Linked DNA regions of Mus musculus: region 1 is linked to region 2. The links are chromatin contacts, called in public HiChIP or PLAC-seq maps. All regions are on one chromosome and are shown on one strand. Each heading gives the region's core, a stretch centred on a gene start, on an enhancer-like site or on the middle of the called end of the contact. The rest is flanking DNA. Distances are from core to core; before and after follow the strand shown. Region 1 overlaps Ptprn2 (protein tyrosine phosphatase, receptor type, N polypeptide 2). Region 2 overlaps Ptprn2 (protein tyrosine phosphatase, receptor type, N polypeptide 2).

Region 1 (6,128 bases), core at 558-3,057, 540 kb before region 2:
GGGAGACTGTTCTCTTGCCCCCGAGCCAGATGACAAGGAACAAGCACTAGATATTCAGCTACCAGACAGTGGATACCTCTCTGTCCTGAGCTGCCTGCTGCCTAGGGATCACAGGTACTCTGACAGCATGTGTGGTCTTGACTGGGACTCCTTTAGGGTTAGCTTGATTTCCAATGAAAGGCCACCACTAGCTATAATCTTTGGAAGCCTAACCTATAGAGCCAGTAAGGATGAGCTGAGTGGGGATGGAGGCAGGAAAGTGATGAGGAAGAACATATAGGGATGGGAGACTCTGTACATTGAGATTACAGAACATGGTGCTCTCTGTAGCTCTGTGGGGGTGTGCTGCTGGCCAGGCTCATCTTTTAGGCTGGGTAACAACATTGGAGAGGAGTCAGGTGAGCTTCCTGTGGGTCTATACAGCTCTCAGACAGGCTCCTGTGTGGAAGCCTCATGATCACCTGGTAAGGGAGGTGGTCACTGCAATAACTGCTTTGCCAGGGGCATGTAGGGAACAAAAGCAGGGCTGTGAGCTATGATGGAGGCCTGATTAAGACAGAGTAAAACAAATGGCAGATGCACGTGATGGGTATATCAAGGATTCTTAAACACTGAGGCTAGCTCTGGACCAGGCCACGTCCTTGGGGGTTCATACAATGAGTTCTGGCTATCTGCCTTCCAAAATCTGAGACCATGACTGCCAGGATGTTCGAAATGGTAGCTTAGTAGTGGTAAGGTCATAGCATTGGGCCTTGCTTCAGATGGTGGCATCCCTTAACACAGGAGACTGTAGTCTTAGACACTATGAGCCAAGGAGTGGCCACAGTAGGACCTTGTCATGCTGACCCTTCCTCGACTGGGGATGTCAAGGCCCCAGTACAGGGAAAGAAAAAGCCACTGCCATGTAAGTCGCTCATTAGCTATTATAGCCTGAGTGAGCCAATAAGGTCAGATGACATTAGTGATGTGACATCATCAGGTCATGATGTAATAACAGAATTGCAGCTATGGGTAAAAGGCCCTTATTTTTTAAATGTGGGCCAATATATTTTTATATCTTAATGTCTAAAATAGAGTCATTATTTGGCCCAGAATTATGCTAAGTGGCAGTGGCTGAGCCCAGAGCCAGTTTGTGGGTTACTGCCAAGTGTTTCAACAGGGGGCTTTAAAAATGGTATTGGGAAGATTGGGGGTACCTTGCCAAGCACTGTAAGGAGAGTTCCTGGGAAACAGCATGCGTGCTATGATGGGTCAGTTCTGTAAGCAGTTATCTGAGGGTAAAGGCTGGCTTCTACCCTGGGCAGGTTATACAACCATTTTAGTGCAAGTTCCTCCACTTGCAGTAGAGACAGCTCCAAGACAAGCACCGCTATCACTAGAAAGACAAAGGCAATGCATAGCTAGCTTTGGTTGCATGCTGGTTGTGAGTGCTTAGACAGCTCAAGCTAGAGCTGCCAGGGTCTGGGAGTGGTTCACATTGCTAGACTGCAGGCTTAGGCTCATCAACCGGACCTCTCCCAGAGGACACCCGATGGATCTCAGCCAGCACAGAAGATGCCATGTTGACTCTCCTTGACCAATGACTTGAAGATGTAAGAAACGTAAAAGAGCAGGCAGTAAAATCCAAGAGAGGAGGTGGCGTGTTAAGACAGACACAGGGCAGAGTCTCCGAGATTTAACAAAGTTCCTTCTGCTAGAGAGAAGGCTGAGTACAGTTCCTCTGATATAACTCACTAAGCATGGATGGTTGGGCAGGGCTGGCACCTCGGGGCTCACAGCCACTGGTAAGGAAACATCCTTGGATTCTGATGGCAACTTGGAAGTGATCCAGCATGGCCACGTGAGTCCCATACAAATGTAGATGAGTACTCTCTCTGTGTAGGAAACCTAGGACTGAAGAGGGAAGGAGCACCTGGGAGGATTTCCTTCTATCATAGGGAGCACGCTGGCTACACATCACATCAGCTCACCCCCTAGGATAGCAAGTTGCTTCTCAACACTACACAGGTATGAGACAGGAGAGTACTCTGTATTCTAGACCTTGCCACACACCTGTGTATCCAACTCTTTGTTCTCTTTGGTTTTTTGCCAAGAAGTATTCTTGCTTATGGCTTCAGAATCAATCAATCAATTAATCTCTCTCTCTCTCTCCTTCTCCATCTCCCTCTCTCTCCCTCCTTCTCTCCCTTTCCCCCTCTCTGTCTCTCTTTCTCTCTCTCTCTGCCCCTCTCTCTCTCATCATAATTCAGATACAAAATTTTCTTTCCATTTATTTATAATATAGTGTGCCAAAACAGCATTATATTCCTGCTGGTGATCTAAAAAATCAGACCAACAAAGTATTGCATAATTCTTTGTAACTATGCACAAAAACTGCCTATGGATTCTTTAAAGTTCCAAAAGAATGCAACTAGATACAGTCACACGCTGGCCTGGTGCCTAGAGAGTGTGGGCTGCGGCTTCTTTGAGAATTTGATGGTGTTGTTGGAGAGGCTGGGCTATGGGGACCCGGTCCCTGGCCTTCCTACTTGTGATTCTGCTACGCCCCTTGCCACCTCACTGGCCCAGTGCTGGACTGCCTTGGCTGGGTTTTGACAGAACCACACCAGCAAAGAAGCAGTGGGTAGAAAGGGTGTGAGGGACTCTTCAAGGGCAGAGGAGTGGGACAAGCTTGCAAAGCATGGGGACAGGTAGCAAGCATAGGGGGCTACTAGGAAGGATGACAGGCATAGGTGAGGGTGTGAACTACAAGGCTGGAGCAGGGGCGATCAGGAGGTTGGGGGCCTGAATGCCTGGATGAAAGTAAGAGATGAAAGAGACCGGAGACTGTCACAGAAAGGAGACAAAGCAACCCATCCAGAGTGAAAGACAGCTCTGTTTTGTGCCTACATGCCAAAGGACACCCCAACAGGAAGTACAGAGGGCTGAGGAACTGAATCCCCATCTTGCCACTCACGCTCCTGTGGTGGGCTTTCAGCATGCACGCTTATAAACAGAGCAACATGAGAAAAACCCTTCTCAGCATTCTTTGGCTCTGTGGCAGGGCCAGTTCCTTTAATGAGAGATAGCAAAGCAGGATAGGAGAAGGGTGTTCCCCAGAGTTTGGGACAGAGGTCAGCAAGCCACAGCTAGAGGGCACTGCTCAATGGTTTGTCCCTAATGCTTAAGGCCAGGGTTCTGGTAGCTGGAGAAACTGAGTCCCCTAGTGACCCTGGCCTCCAATGACTCACTCTTTTCACACTCGGTGCAGCTGAGAGCTGGGTGGCAGAGTCCTATTGGTTGGCACCAGGAGTTGGTACCAATCATGTTCCTGGCATTCCTGGAAGCATTTTTCTCTTTGCCTCACTCTAGTGTGGACAGACAGGGATGAACATCTGTCTGTCACAGAGGCCCAAGGGCCCCTGGTCCTCCCCTTGGCTACCATAGTAGTACCAACTGTTTGCCTGTGCCAGCCTCTTAGGGGAGGGCATGTTCTGAGGAGCGGACTTCAAATTGAAGCACAGTCAGATGCCTTCATCCCATTTCTATCCAGCCCAGCTCCCTGGCCCCAACTTACCCTATCCATCACAACTCTACCATAGCACAGGGACAGTGGCTTGGTACTCAGGCATCTTAGCACCTGTCAATAGTCTCTGACATGGCTGGTGTTTAACAAAGCCTGGCTGTTGGTGGGACCTGCTCTATGTTGCTTTTCTTCTAAATATAAAACTTGTAAGCTACAAGTTCCTAATCATAGCTGTCTAAGGGGAACATGTTTGGACACCCCACCCCACCCCCTGGAAGCAGAGGGTAGAATACCAGCCTCTCTCTCTCTGGGAAATGTTGACACGTAGGTGGGTAACCTGAATTCTAAAGGCTCACTGCTCTGCATGACTTTAGCACATAACTTGAAACTTAGCCCAAACCCCTGCATTTATTCTAAGGAGAAGCCAAGGAGGTCTGACTGAAGGGGATGCTATAACATTCTGCTATTTGGAAGAGAGCCCTTAGATGTCCCTGGCCTGCAGGCTGCAAAGCCCCAGGTGGGGGCTCAATGACAAGGTGCTTTCTGGCATCTCAGCATGGATCTTCATTCTCTGTGCTCTATTTATGCTAACCTGAGACCAGCATGGCTTCGCCAGGCTCTCAGAACAGAGATAGCAAAATACATTATGTCTGAAATATGGACAAGTACCTCTTGTCTTGAGGTAGAAGAGTAGCTGAATTATTCACATGTATCCATCATCTCTGAACAGACCAATGTTTGTCAAGTGTCTATTTATATAGGAAGACTTTGATTGCTGAGGCCTTTCTTGGGTGGGCTCATATTGTCAGTCAAAGTCCAAACTTTCCCTAGGTCATATGGATACCCCTGGCTAGTGATGTGGAAGAGAGCCAGGTACTATAAAGATGTACACACCCAGTTCCTACACCAGGGGTTCTGTATTTTGCATGTCCACCTAGTATATCTTTTCATTATAGGAAACTAAATTGTTCTCTACTGGAGTGGCTTCAGGACAACAGTGATACCCAGGTAGAGTGAGCCATCCATGTCTGTGGCAATATTGTACCAGTAACACCAGTGACCACTGCTAAAACTGAGTTGGAATACCTAACTCTATGCTAATGACCATGCCCGTTCCTACAGCCCCATATGTTCTCAGACCATAGGATCCCATAGGTTTCCTACACTAGAGCAAACAGTCATAGGGATAGTTCCCACTAGGGTTCCTCTGTCCCCAACAGGCACTCTCTGTGATCTACCATGGCATCCAAAGAGGGAGTCTGACTTTTGGGGCTGGGGCAGTTATAGAAAGAAACAAGTCTGGGAGCTCAGGCTTGCATACAGAGGCGGAGTAGACCTTGGGGCTCTGCAGACTGTGATGGTGGGCAGAGTAAATCACAGCCAGGTGTCCCCACCTCCTCTCCCCCTGCTAGGTCACCCAAGCTAGATACATACAGGTCAGCACAGCCAGGGAACGGTTCTTGGGTGCATTCTCCTCTCTCTGGGCCACAAGTGAGCTGTTGGGCTCTGCTTGGTAGGCGCACAGTGCTTCCCACTCCTTCTCCAGGCGGTTCTTGTTCTTCAGATGGTCTTCCATGTAGGCCTGAAAAGGACACACAGAGTCAGGAGTGTGGGATCTAGGACTGGCAAGGCCAGGTCTGGAAGCATGGAGTATGTCATTATCCCAGCTTTTGTTTTTGGGGACTGAACTTAAGCACTGAGCCTGTAATTATGAAGTATACTTGAGCAAGGGTGATCTAGAGAAGGCAGGTAGCTCCCTGACAGGCTAAGTGTACAAAGAAAATATGTCCAACTGGGGTACTGGGGTCTGCTATAGGGGTGTCATATACACCTGGGATGGGGAGGAACGGACATAGGACTCAGGGGCCAGGTGGCTGTGCTAAGGAGTAAGGAGTGCTGGTGCAAGAAGAAGCAGTATTAGGGAGACATGCACATGGAACCATGGGAAGCTTATGAGCATGGGCAGCTGGGATGCATGTGCTTGAAAAACCTCCCTGAGAACATCACTTCTCAAATCAAGGGACAGAAAGACACACATCAAATGGTGTTACAGAGGAAAATAGTGATACATAGCTACCAAGAAACCCTGGGGATGCATCCCTGCAAGTGACAGCTTATATGGCAAGTCCCTTTGTATCCAGCCAGGGTCCTGCTGGACAGCCTATGGGTAGAGGCTGAACCAGAACCATAGCCTCCACCAGGTCCTGCATTGAGCCACTTTCCAAGGGGTTCAGGGAGAGAAAGATAGCTTCTCTTTCCCCTCTTTCCAAGGGGTGGAGTGCACATGGATTCCTATTTAATGAGGAGTTATGGTATTCTCAAATGGTGCTACCAATCCATCAGGCACACACACACTTTGACATGGAAGATATGTGCACTGTTAGTACATATGCCAACATGTGGAAACATGGTTGTTAGACAGCCATCTTAGGGGCAGTGTTTCCTCATGAATCAGCCTAGAGCCAGGGAACTCAGACCCACAGCTGTGGGCCTGCCTTTCTTTCCCATAGGGCTCTACACAGAAGTTATTTTTCCTTAGAGTTAGAACTTAGCTTAACCATTGATACCCGGAGTTACTAAGATCTGTGCTGAAATCTGAACTTGTCCAGCATTAACCAAACAC
Region 2 (6,811 bases), core at 3,374-5,873:
TGTTTACAGGAAACCCATCTCAGGGAAAAAGATAGACACTACCTCAGAATGAAAGGCTGGAAAACAATTTTCCAAGCAAATGGTCTGAAGAAACAAGCTGGAGTAGCCATTCTAATATCTAATAAAATCGACTGCCAACCCAAAGTCATGAAAAAAGACAAGGAGGGGCACTTCATACTCATCAAAGTTAAAATCTTCCAAGAGGAACTCTCAATTCTGAATATCTATACTCCAAATACAAGGGCAGCCACATTCAATAAAGAAACTTTAGTAAAGCTCAAAGCACACATTGCACCTCACACAATAATAGTGGGAGACTTCAACACACCACTTTCAACAATGGACAGATCATGGAAACAGAAACTAAACAGGGACACAGTGAAACTAACAGAAGTTATGAAACAAATGGATCTAACAGATATCTACAGAACATTTTATCCTAAAAAAAAAAAAAAAAAAAAAAGATATACCTTCTTCTCAGCACCTCATGGTACCTTCTCCAAAATTGACCACATAAATGGTCACAAAACAAGCCTCAACAGATACAAAATATTGAAATTGTCCCATGCATCCTATCAGATCACCATGGACTAAGGCTGATCATCAATAACAAAATAAATAATAGAAAGCCAACATTCACATGGAAACTGAACAACACTCTTCTCAAGGATACCTTGGTCAAGGAAGGAATAAAGAAAGAAATTAAGGACTTTCTAGAATTTAGTGAAAATGAAGCCACAACATGCCCAAACTTATGGGACACAATGAAAGCATTTCTAAGAGGAAAACTCATAGCTCTGAGTGCCTCCAAAAAGAAACTAAAGAGAGCACACACTAGCAGCTTGACAACACACCTAAAAGCTCTAGAACAAAAGGAAGCAAATTCACCCAAGAGGAGTAGACGGCAGGAAATAATCAAACTCAGGGGTGAAATCAACCAAGTGGAAACAAGAAGAACTATTCAAAGAATCAACCAAACGAGGAGCTGGTTTTTGAGAAAATCAACAAGATAGATAAACCCTTAGCCAGACTCACTAGAGGGCACAAGGAAAGCATCCTAATTAACAAAATCAGAAATGAAAAGAGAGACATAACAACAGATCCTGAAGAAATCCAAAACACCATCAGATCCTTCTACAAAAGGCTATACTCAACAAAACTGGAGAACCTGAATGAAAAGGACAAGTTTCAAGACAGCATTTTCAACAAATGGTGCTGGCACAACTGGCTGTTATCATGTAGAAGAATGTGAATTGATCCATTCCTATCTCCTTGTACTAAGGTCAAACCTAAGTGGATTAAGGAACTCCACATAAAACCAGAGACACTGAAACTTATAGAGGAGAAAGTAGGGAAAAGCCTCGAGGATATGGGTACAGGGGGGAAATTCCTGAATAGAACAGCAATGGCTTGTGCTGTAAGATCAAGAATCGACAAATGGGACCTCATAAAATTGCAAAGCTTCTGCAAGGCAAAAGATACTGTCAATAAGACAAAAAGGCCACCAACAGATTGGGAAAGGATCTTTACCTATCCTAAATCAGATAGGGGACTGATATCCAATATATATAAAGTATACAAGAAGGTGGACTCCAGAAAATCAAATAACCCCATTAAAAAAAATGGGGCTCAGAGCTAAACAAAGAATTCTCACCTGAGGAATACCGAATGGCTGAGAAGCACCTGAAAAAAATGTTCAGCATCATTAATCATCAGGGAAATGCAAATCAAAACAACCCTGAGATTCCACCTCACACCAGTCAGAATGGCTAAGATCAAAAATTCAGGTGACAGCAGATGCTGGTGAGGATGTGGAGAAAGAGGAACACTCCTCCATTGTTGGTGGGATTGCAAGCTTGTACAACCACTCTGGAAATCAGTCTGGAGGTTCCTCAGAAAATTGGACATAGTACTACCAGAGGATCCTGCAATACCTCTCCTGGGCATATATCCAGAAGATGTTCCAACCGGTAAGGACACATGCTCCACTATATTCATAGCAGCCTTATTTATAATAGCCAGAAGCTGGAAAGAACCCAGATGCCCCTCAACAGAAGAATGGATACAGAAAATGTGGTACATTTACACAATGGAGTACTACTCAGCTATTAAAAAGAATGAATTTATGAAATTCCTAGGCAAATGGTTGGACCTGGAGGGCATCATCCTGAGTGAGGTAACCCAATCACAAAAGAACTCACACAATATGTACTCACTGATAAGTGGATATTAGCCCAGAAATTTAGAATACCCAAGATATAAGATACAATTTGCTAAATACATGAAACTGAAGAAGAACGAAGACCAAAGTGTAGACACTTTGCCTCTTCTCAGAATTGGGAACAAAACACCCATGGAAGGAGTTACAGAGACAAAGTTTGGAGCTGAGACGAAAGGATGGACCATCTAGAGATTGCCATATTCAGGGATCAATCCCATAATCAGCTTCCAAACGCTGACACCATTGCATACACTAGCAAGATTTTGACCCAGATAGAGCTGTCTCTTGTGAGACTATGCCGGGGCCTAGCAAACACAGAAGTGGATGCTCACAGTCAGCTATTGGATGGATCACAGGGCTCCCAATGGAGGAGCTAGAGAAAGTAACCACGATGCTAAAGGGATCTGCAACCCTATAGGTGGAACAACAATATGAACTAATCAGTACCCCCCAGAGCTCGTGTCTCTAGCTGCATATGTATCAGAAGATGGACTTGTCGGCCATCAGTGGAAAGACCATTGGTCATGCAAACTTTATATGTACAGGGGAATGCCAGGGCCAAGAAGTAGGAGTGGGTGGGAGGGGTAGTTGGTTGGGGAGCGTGTGGGGGACTTTTGGGATAGCATTGGAAATGTAAATGAAATAAATACCTAATAAAAAATAAAAATAAATAAATCAGAACACACACAGTGCCACTTGAATTTCTGTGGGAGGCTCTCAGAGGTCAGAGAGCAAGGTCCCTGGATAGCCATGTGGATCTCCTGAAGCAGAAATAACTGTGCTAAGACAAAAGCACAACCTGTACTCACACACAAATATTTGCACACAAAGGCACAAACATGCATAGACTTCAGACAAAACTTCCTATCTATACCAACTATTTCTTCCTTCTTCAAGGCATTTTGAAAGCTACAAGATCATCTAGCCAATGGGATCTCACAAGGCAAACCAATTATGACAAAAAAAAAAAATCTTGGTTTCTAATTGCAGTCGATCACATATCTGCCTGCCTAGTACAGGGCTTTTCTTGCCTTAACTTGATACACACTTAAGTGTAAACAAGAATGCTCACTTTTCTGTTTCCAACAGTGAATCAATTTTAAGCATCTCCTTAGATCTGAGAACATATAAAGAGACAGACTCTTACAAGTAATAATGGCATTCATATTAAAGAAGAGAGATGTTTAATTAAACACAATGCTGCACACTGGCAGTGTGAATCATTCCCTCTCAGACAGGAAGGCACCAGGCACACTCGGAGTTATGTAGCTGCCATCCTTAACTGAGGCTGATGTACCATCTCTTTACATACAGCCAGGCCATTGAGGCCCAGCAATCTCAAAATATATTCCCTCTTAGGAGCTTCTACCTGATGGATCACAGACAGCTGCTGTCTACCAAGGAAACTTTCTGTCACTTCCCCGACACTTCCCTTCACACAGCCACCTTCTCCCATGACACACTGGTGTACACAAACATCTGCACACCGAAGTAGTCTATATGGGTGTTTTTCCAAAATTACCTTAGTAATTAGCCTTCACTCTTCAAACATAATCTATACAAATCTCAAATGTAAAAGTGTAGAAAATACACACATATGTGGAAAATTGTCCTCAGAGACATCAGAATAAGAATTCCTATTAGTGGAACTGTTGTCATGTAACCTATGAGCTCAACAAGAGAGCCAAGCTGGACATATGCACCCAGCTCCTCTGGAGACTGGGGATTTGAGATCATCAGACATCCTGGGTGTGTTGTCTTCCTTCCTTCCCTTCTCTGTTCTGCTTGCTGCTCCCTCTTCCTCTCACCTTCTCACTGCTCCTCTTTTCTCTCCTCTTCTCACTGCTCCTCCCTCCTCTCCCCCTTCTCACTGCTCCTCCCTCCTCTCCCCCTTCTCACTGCTCCTTCCTCTCCCCTTCTCACTGCTCCTCCCTCCTCTCCCCTTCTCACTGCTCCTCCCTCCTCTCCCCTTCTCACTGCTCCTCCCTCCTCTCCCCTTCTCACTGCTCCTCCCTCCTCTCCCCTTCTCACTGCTCCTCCCTCCTCTCCCCTTCTCACTGCTCCTCCCTCCTCTCCCCTTCTCACTGCTCCTCCCTCCTCTCCCCCTTTTTGCTGCTCCCTTTCTTCTACAAAGGAAGAAACTCGGATTTCTGTTGAATCGGCCACAAAGCTGAGAAACACATTTGCTCCTCTAGGAAACAGCACATGTATACATGTGTGGTTAAAGCACACCATGAGTAGAATTGTGTGTGCAGTACACGTGCACAGGCGCATGCACACAGGCAGTGCAGCATGTGCAGGCACACACTCAAACAGAATCATCAGAAGAAGCTGCTGCACAGTCATAAACTGTCAATCCTCAGCACACAAGCCTCTCTGCATCTTGAAGATAATGAGGAATTACCATGGCAACCCTTGAACAAGCCTCACATCTCTCCTCATTTCCCCAGAACACAGCATGGCAGCTGCAACTCCATCTCCCAGAACACACACTGTTTGAGAGCACAGGGCAGTAAGACTAAGAGCGTGTTCTCCTGTCACTTGCTGGGACTCAACTCAGGACATGTTCCTACTAGAATCAGAGTTCTTTTACAGCCAAGGTTGCATTCTTGGATTTATTTTACTTTGCATGTGGTCACAAAACAAAACAAATACAATGTCATTCAACTGAGTTCTGTTTCCAGGTCTATTGTAGATAGAAATAACTTTAAAAGCAGCCAAATATATTGGTATGGAACATGGGACTTGGAATAAGGTGTTCTTTCCCTGAGTTCTAGATATGTTTCTATTGCCAGAGCCTACCATTTTCTGAGGAATTCTTTCCCCCTCACAATTGGGACTTGAAAACAATAGTGTTAGGGTAGAGATGAACAGAGCTGACTTGGTGTCTGAGGAACTCTGGCCAACAGTATAGATGCAGCAGGGGTCTCTAGTTTCTCCATATGTATTCCAGATTAATGCTGAATCTCTGAATTAGATGTTCACTTCCACAAGTTTCCAAGAGGAGTCAAAATACTGGGCTAAACTCAGGAAGGAGCAGCATCTAGGAAACATGGTGTCACTGCAGAGCTAAGAAAAATGGGCGAGGCAAAAGCCTGGTAAGTGGGGCTATATGGCAGAAATCCTGGTGGGCAGGGCTATAATAATATCCAGGGCCCTCCTGCTCTAGGCCTTTTTCTTTGCCATTTGTCTTGTTCCCTGGGTCTACAGGACAAATTCTTGCAGTGTACATCACTTCACAAGGCCAGCTCCCACAGGAACATACCATGCAGACAGCTGGGCGACACCAAGAGGATACACGTGATGAGGCAGACCCGTGAGCTACACCTACCAACTACTCCTAGAGAACCTCTGCTCGTGATCTCCAACAAGCAAATCTTGAATTTTACAAGTGAATATAGCCCGTATTGATCTCTAAATTTCTTTCTCCCATCAGTGTTAGCCTTGGGCTGATAACTGCCATAATTCTTAGCAAGTACATGAAGCAAGTCTCCAATACAGGTATGTGTCAGGCAGCAGTCATCACCTACGTAAGCTTCTAGGTGAAGATCACACAAAAGCACTGGCTTCTAACTTTCACTATCTCATACGTAAGTGAAGAACATGGCGAGTCAGGAAGCCAGTTGCATCCAGCAGAATTCAGGGAACAAGGCAACAGGAATATCCTGAGGCCCTGCCTCAGCCACAAAGACCCAGACCTGGCCCACACTGCCAGTCTTATCCTCATGTGCTGTCATGAAGCATATTTTTAAGATAAGAACTCTGTAACACAAGAAGAAGACAGGACGTTTCTGCTTGTGGTCTAGGAGCACAATGCCACAGTCAACCCCACAGCGTAGCACAGTGGTTAGGGAAGGCAGGATACCCAGCCAGGAACTACCAGATGAGCACAGACACTCACTCCATTGTAAGCTGGAAGAGGTAGCAAAGTCTCGAGGCTGTCTGCTCATTCTGATGACTCAGAAATGTCAGGCCTGAATATGCCTTTGTCTATACAAGAACAAAAATAAATCATAAATAAACACAAATTGTGACCAGGGAAGATGAATGCTTGCTACACAAATTATGAGGACCTGAGGTTGATTTCTTGAACGCATATGAAAAAGCTGGGCATGGTGGCCCATGCTTATAATTTCAGAGCTGAGCAGGCTGAGACAGAAGGATCCTGGGACTCACAGGCTAGCCAATCTAGGCTAATTGACAATCTCCAGGCAAGCAAGAGACACTGTCTCAAAAAACAATGTGAACAGCTACTGGGAAATGAAACCTGTTGTCTACCTCTGTCCTCCTCTGCATGGATATGAACACCAATGCACCCTTACACACTTGTACATACATGTACATATATACACACCAAAAGCAGGCACACATAAATTCAGACATGCTGAAACAACACCAACATAAGACTATAGATGCTGTGTGTGGGCAATAGAAAAGAGGCAAGTCTGGACATGGAGAAAAAAAAAAGCTGCCCCTGTGTTGCTCGGGCCCCACTACTATACTTAAACTGAAGGTCATGGGTGCAGAGTGGCAAACAGAGAAGGAAGATGACTGAGACTGAGTTCTGCCTTTAACAGAAAGAGAAACCAA

Evidence for each region. HiChIP or PLAC-seq counts read pairs in DNA pulled down with a chosen protein or histone mark.
Region 1: a contact with region 2 is called in an H3K4me3 HiChIP or PLAC-seq map of embryonic basal ganglia, with 2.9 times the contacts expected there. The contact joins two enhancer-like sites. A contact is called at or near these places in 2 of 115 datasets of contacts at active chromatin or transcription factors (bone marrow-derived dendritic cells and embryonic basal ganglia) and 1 of 9 other capture datasets (embryonic stem cells).

What each region holds. Positions count from the first base shown.
Region 1 is chr12:117,210,815-117,216,942 of GRCm38.p6, reverse strand. It overlaps Ptprn2 (protein tyrosine phosphatase, receptor type, N polypeptide 2), which reads right to left. Exons shown (of 23, transcript NM_011215.2): 15 at 4,940-5,087. Among named protein-coding and RNA genes, the nearest start is that of Mir153, 37 kb to the left of the region's middle. Within about 2 kb of position 1,807, at least 12 of the 459 cell types and tissues checked have an H3K27ac peak or open chromatin away from gene starts, as enhancers often do. A contact at or near this core is called in embryonic basal ganglia, where this site is marked.
Region 2 is chr12:116,675,708-116,682,518 of GRCm38.p6, reverse strand. All of the region lies in intron 2 of Ptprn2 (protein tyrosine phosphatase, receptor type, N polypeptide 2), which reads right to left. Among named protein-coding and RNA genes, the nearest start is that of Gm31336, 78 kb to the left of the region's middle. Within about 2 kb of position 4,623, at least 52 of the 459 cell types and tissues checked have an H3K27ac peak or open chromatin away from gene starts, as enhancers often do. A contact at or near this core is called in embryonic basal ganglia, where this site is marked.